Regions from separate parts of the Drosophila melanogaster genome. Here region 2 is linked to region 1. A link is a contact called in public Hi-C data. All regions are on one chromosome and are shown on one strand. The core of a region is the stretch at or near the end of the contact, and the rest is flanking DNA. Distances in the headings are between cores, read along the strand shown. Region 1 holds the start of RhoGAP102A (Rho GTPase activating protein at 102A). Region 2 overlaps bt (bent).

What was found. Hi-C and Micro-C count contacts between places; a contact is called where the count stands out from the background.
Region 2: a Hi-C map of the Kc167 cell line shows a contact between it and region 1, with 1.8 times the contacts expected there. The contact joins the enhancer-like site here to the promoter of RhoGAP102A in region 1. A contact is called at or near these places in 9 of 107 Hi-C or Micro-C datasets (the Kc167 cell line, brain, eye imaginal disc and 3 more).

What each region holds. Positions count from the first base shown.
Region 1 is chr4:253,260-256,598 of dm6, forward strand. RhoGAP102A (Rho GTPase activating protein at 102A) reads left to right here and starts at 1,738. Exons shown (of 12, transcript NM_001258487.3): 1 at 1,738-3,339. The coding sequence starts at 2,258. dpr7 (defective proboscis extension response 7) reads right to left here and starts at 70. Exons shown (of 9, transcript NM_001103381.3): 1 at 1-70.
Region 2 is chr4:729,747-732,731 of dm6, forward strand. bt (bent) reads left to right here. Exons shown (of 44, transcript NM_001272143.2): 9 at 1,031-1,254; 10 at 1,317-1,719; 11 at 1,814-2,487. Among named protein-coding and RNA genes, the nearest start is that of bt, 6.8 kb to the left of the region's middle. Within about 2 kb of position 1,660, at least 12 of the 39 cell types and tissues checked have an H3K27ac peak or open chromatin away from gene starts, as enhancers often do. A contact at or near this core is called in eye imaginal disc and wing imaginal disc, where this site is marked.

The DNA of each region.
Region 1 (3,339 bases), core at 488-2,987:
TGGCATCGACAATTATTATTTCAACGGTAAGCTCTAACAACCCCTAAGCAGCACGTTTTAGTGTTTCTGTGAGGACGACTTGTATACAGATTTTTAATATTCTGCAACCCTGAAAATATTCGCGCATGCCCATTGTCACATATGTACATATGTGTTATCTTACAATTTAGGATAGATTCTATATATTTATAGATTGCGTAGGTTATAATTATTTGTATGTATATATTTTTTAATTTTAACATTTTGAAGTCATATACTAAGTACTCTAGTTTCCTTTTATTGCTAAGACTCAGTAACACGGCTTAATAATATAAGCAATGGGCGGAATACAAATGGTACACATCAATTTGAGACTGAGATCAGATAAACGTGACAATAGCACCTTTACCCCTTAAATTTCGAACAAATTTGTTACTACTGACAGTTACATTCTCAAAAACGGTAATGGTAATGTAAGCATACATTGTGAATTTATCCTAAAAAAATGCATAAGTTATTATACCAGTTACTCGTAAATTTAAATGATATAGAAAAGGAAACGTTACCCGTTACTCGTAGAGTAAAAGGGTATACTAAAATCGTTACAAAGTATGTAACAGGCAGAAGGAAGCGTTTCCGGCTACATAAATTATATGATATTATTATATTATATACATTTTTATTCTTGATCAGGATCAAAAACCGAGTCGATCTAGCCTTATCCGTATGAACGCCGAAATCTCAGGAACCATAAAACCAAGAAGGTAGAGATTTAACATACAGCCCATATTTTAAAAAAATTGTTGGATGTTGTTCCAATATTTTATTATTCTTGTACATTTCTATCGATTTGCCAAAAAACTTTTAGCCCCGCCCTAAAGCCCCAAACCGGTCACGCCCACTCTACTATTATTATTAAATAGTATTAACTATTATTAATTTTTTTGTCATTTTATTCCCCAATATCTATCGATATCTCAGAAAAATGATAAAATTCCGCGTTTGCATTTACACTAGCTGAGTAACAGGTATCTGATAGTCGGGGAACTCGACTATAGCATTCTCTCTTGTTTTAGTTTTAAGTTGACTTGTTTGAAAATTAGTGTAAGTTAGTTTAGTTCACATAAAGTTCAGTTTCGCTCCCTTAAAAACTGTCACCGTCCTTGTTAACATCTAGGTGTTTCCTTTTGAAAATCAATTCTTAAATTCAAAATGTAGCTTCACACAGATAGAACTATAACTTTTCAACTAGCAGCTTGCACAGAGCATGACACATACATAAGGCCAATTATTCGCTTCGGACTAAACATCTGCAAAAGTGTATAATTTGTTTTCCTTATAGAAGGCAACACCATTTCAGGTCAAGGTATTTACATGAACCTAATGTAATGTCTCATCAGCTCTACCGCAATAGTAGTATTATTCTTAAATAACAGTACATTAATTGCAAACGAAAATACAAATTCCAATTGAATTTAGGTTTGTCCGGTATAAGCACGACAATTGGGATAACAAGGTATTATGAAATTGTATACATATGTTTTTGTACAAATCTTGTTTGTAAATATAAACTTAAAAAGTAAGAAAAGTAAAGAGTTTGTTTTCAGAACGTGTATATGTATGCACATTAGTCGATCACAAGCGGGATGCTCTTGTACCATAAATACATTCAAAAATAATATCTCGTGAACTTCGAAATATTTTTATGTTTTTTTTTCTGAAAATAATGTTCTCTTATTATGTACACGCTATCTCGCCAGGCATTTTGTGCTATTTTTCGAGGTTTAACAGTGTCTAAATAGAAAATAAATAGTATCAATAATATGACATATAAAAATTAAATAACAAATAAATAATCGTAAACCTCAAGGTGTCATAGTTACTATTTGTTGATAAAATTATACAGAAGTACTGGTTATTCCAGAATTTCAATATAAATATTGTGTGCTTTGAAATATAAATAAAGTCACTCACATGTGTAGATACCAATTCTATTGTACATATACGAAATCTCTCCTGAGAAAATCAAATATATGTACGCATTTATAAATAAATTGGTGTTTTTACCTAGTATATTACTTTGCAACTCTTCGTATAATTGTTAACCTGCCTTTTGAAAATATCGTTGTGAAAATATGCTATGTGCTGATGCGGTGACAATTACTATGAATCCAAATTAGTGTAAAACTTAAACATATGTACTAAAAACACCACTATTATGATAAAATCGCAATAAAAAAAGACCTGTTGACCTTTAATCTCTGCGTCAGCGTAAAATATGGAATTTCCAAAAGAAAACGAAGAATCTGTGAACTGTTTGAGGAGCCCCATGGCGGCCGTTAAAAAAAGGTCGGGGCCGTTAGATATAGCACTTGACGAGGCTAACGACGTATCGAAAATATGGTCGTTGCCATTAGGAAATGCCTCCAGCATGCGTAAGCCAATGATTTTTGCGAGTGAGCACTCCGAAGGAGTGGCTTCTCCAAATAAAGTGCGTCGTCGCAGCACAAAAGACAAGGAAAAAAAGCGAGAGCGCTGGCTTCTAACTCGAAAAACCTGGAGATATATGACAGATGCAGGCCGTAAGCTAATTCCTGATGGATACCAAACAGGGTCAGGTAATCATGACCTAATTGAAGATCAATTTCAACGGGTGTGTTTATCTGAACCAAGTTTTATTTTATGGAGTCGCAGAACATCATACCCAGGAGCATTCAGCTGTTCTAAGCGGAGATTAAAACCATTGTTGAGGCATGCAAGTGCTAGCCGCAGAAAACAGACAGTTGATGCAACCAAAGATTATCATATTGCCGATCGAGTCATCGAATTATTGCAGACTTATCTTAAACTTCGTGATGCATACAAAACCACAACTTTACTTGGAACTAAAACAGTTCGGCCAGATCAAACATCATCACCCAGTGCACAAAGGCCAAACTTCAAAAACAATGGTGACAACCATCAAGTGATATCATCCGGCACATCTATTCAAACAGAACTCTTGTCCCTTCTTAAATTGTTATCTAATTGCCCTTTATTTACACATGAAGGAATTCAGCTTAAGTTTGGCGATGCTCCACTAAGCATTCTCGAAGACAAAGTTCTTTTGAAAAAAATCTATAGCGCGCTTAAGAAACAACAGCTCCATAGGACGCTACATTCCAAAGATCCATATCAAGCTAATTTTTCGACTTCATTGTCTTGCTTGATAAAAAATGGAAAGGAATTATCTAGAGGTAACACTGATAGTAACAGAAGCAACAAGTTACTACATGACAATTTCTTTTGTCTAATGAAATGTGATACCAAACCAATTATACCAAGCCCCAAAACAGAATTCTTTTTAGACCTCAATAAAGT
Region 2 (2,985 bases), core at 410-2,909, 480 kb after region 1:
TTCCAAATTTGGAGTAATTTTTATTTAAGCGCATTATTATAATACCCGTTACTCGTAGAGTGAAATCTGGTATACTAGATTCGTTTAAAATTATGAAGCAGACAGAAGGAAGCGTTTCCGACCATATGATCAGGAGATCAGCTGAGTCGATCTGGCCATGTCCGTCTGTCTGTAAAGGATAGAAAGTTGTGGAAGCATTCAGTTTCCACATCGCCCACTCTAACGAGCACAAGCCGCCCAAAACTGCCACGCCCACACATTTGAAAAATGTTTCTTTTTTCTTTCTTTTTATTGCTTGACTTGCCAATTTTCCACACACCCTTCCTCCCCTCCACACCCATCCACACCACTACAAAACGTCCAAAACAGTCACGCCCAAAGAAAATTTCGTCATTTATTCCCCAATATCTTTCGATTTCCCGAAAGATTATGAAATTTCGTATTTCGACTAACTGAGTAACGGGTATCTGATAGTTGGGGAACTCGACTATAGTATTCTCTCTTGTTAAACCTTTACATTGACCATTTTATTGGGTTACCCCGTGATTTAACATATGGGTTATATACTATATGAAAATTATGCAGTTTATTTTTTATAGCTTTATTATTTTATTCAAAAGGTTACTCTGACAACTAACAGCTATACATAGGTATAGCTATACCTCTTGCGAGTTAATTATTTGGAAAACAAATATTTTTTCAAAACGATGCACTACACCAAAGCGAATGTATCGGAATTCTAGCCGTCAAATAGGTCTTCGGATATAGTATCTTTCTTAACGCTTTAATGTTTGAGCAACAATTTAGTGAGCAAACCTTTTGTTTGTATTAAGCATGCAATTATGTCGGCCGAGACGGCTTAATGTCTGCCCGATATATAAACAAACTTTTTTCAACTGCTTTGATTTTGGTCATATCTATCCGCAATACATTTCAAACCGTGTCCTAAACTAATAGACTTGCTTCCACATTTTTTCTTCGGTAGCTTTTTCAGCATTTTTCTTAACTTTGTATTTTTTTTGTTTACAAGGTGCGAGCGATGCTAACGGGTTTGCGCCGTCTTTTATCGAAAAGCCGAGAATCATCCCAAATGAATCAGGCACATTGATCACCATGAAGTGCAAGTGCAAGGCCAAGCCCGAACCCACAGTAACTTGGTACAGGGGTCAAGACTTGGTGGAGAAGAGTAAGAAGATAAAAATTAACACAACAGTTATTGCAGAAGACACGTATGAGCTGACACTTGAAATTAAGGTGAAGTGCATTGTGGATAGCATAACAGCAACCGATAATTTACTTCATTTAATCTCTTTTAGGATCCGGGAGCAACCGATGGTGGGACCTACAGATGCAATGTCAAAAACGAATACGGTGAATCAAACGCAAATCTAAACCTTAACATTGAAGCGGAACCGGAGCCCGAAGGAGAGGGGCCAACATTCATAGAAAAGCCACGCATTGTTTCTGAGAACAACGGCAAATTGGTTATAATGGAGTGCAAGGTCAAGGCAGATCCGAAACCAGATGTCATTTGGTTTCGCAACGGAGAAGTCATCAAGGAAAGTAACAAAATTAAGACGTTTATTGAACAGCGTGGCGACCAATACTACATCAAGCTGGAGCTATTAGATCCGCAACTAGAGGACTCCGGCCTTTACAAGTGTAACATTAAGAACACGCTGGGCGAACTTAATGCCAACCTTACCCTGAATATAGAGAGTGCGTATATGCCCACCGGAAGCAAACACGATCTTATGAAACTGATTATAATTAATATATATTTTTGAATTCCTCTTTTCTTGTTCTCCACCAGTCGTTCCTGTTATAAAGGATAAGCCAAAAATTATAAAGATTATAAAAAAACGTACTGTAGTCATAGAGTGCACAGTAGCATCAAAATTCGAACCCAAGTGTACCTGGTACAAGGAAACCAGCACTGTAAAAGAGAGCAAGAGACACGTTTACCAGGTAGAGCAAACAAAGGAAGGAGAGTTCGCCGTCAAGCTGGAAATCAACGATGTCGAAGAGAGTGACAAGGGCGCCTACAAGCTGGTGGCCAGTAACGAAAAAGGAGAGGCAGTATCCCAAATTGTCAACCTCGTTGACATTCCAGAGGAAGAGCGAAAGCCGTGCAAACCGGAAATCTCGAGAAAGCTAGCAGATCAGAAGGTCGCGGAGTCGAAGACCTTTGAGCTCTTAGTCAGCCTGTCCCAAACAGACCGCAAGTGTAAGGTTGAGTGGTATAAGGGAAGCACCGTTATACGTGAAACCAAGGACATAACCACCACGTTTGATGGAACAACAGCAAGATTAACTTTTAGCTCAGCAAGGACAGAACACACATCGAACTATAAGGTTATTGTGACCAATGAAGTCGGCAAGGACGAATCATCTTGCAAAATAACGGTGGAAAAGGTTGCCAAAAAGAAGGAAGAAAAGCCGAAAGAAAAGGAGAAGACCAAGAATGAAAAAGAAGTGGAGCAAAAGGTAAATAAAAAATCGAAGATAAGTAAAATCAGAAATGGTAGAAAACCCGCATTAGAAATTAGAGCCTGCATCAGCAAAAGAAGAACAGATTAATGAAGACCAGGACATTAATGCAAATCAGATTTTCGTTGAAAAAGAGAAAAAAGTACTCTAAGTGACACAATTATCGATTAATCACTAGGTTCAGAGGTTAATGAAGAAATTTCACAGAATACAACTAAGCAGTACTCTTGAATTTTACAGTTTCACATATAGTGTATAATGTTTGTATATTGATCAGGCTTATAAGTGCTAACATATAATTGATATTGCATGCCTAGTAAAACAAAAGTAGTAAAGTTTCATGTACAACTTGTAGGCCAAACCATTAAGATACTTTTTTCTAGCACGTTCCTGCACTTCTTCGGGTGCAATCAATAATTTTGTAAAATTTAGAAATGTAATGCCACAAATCACGTCGTTTTTTAAAGCAGCAACCGATAAAAAGTAATTTTTTAC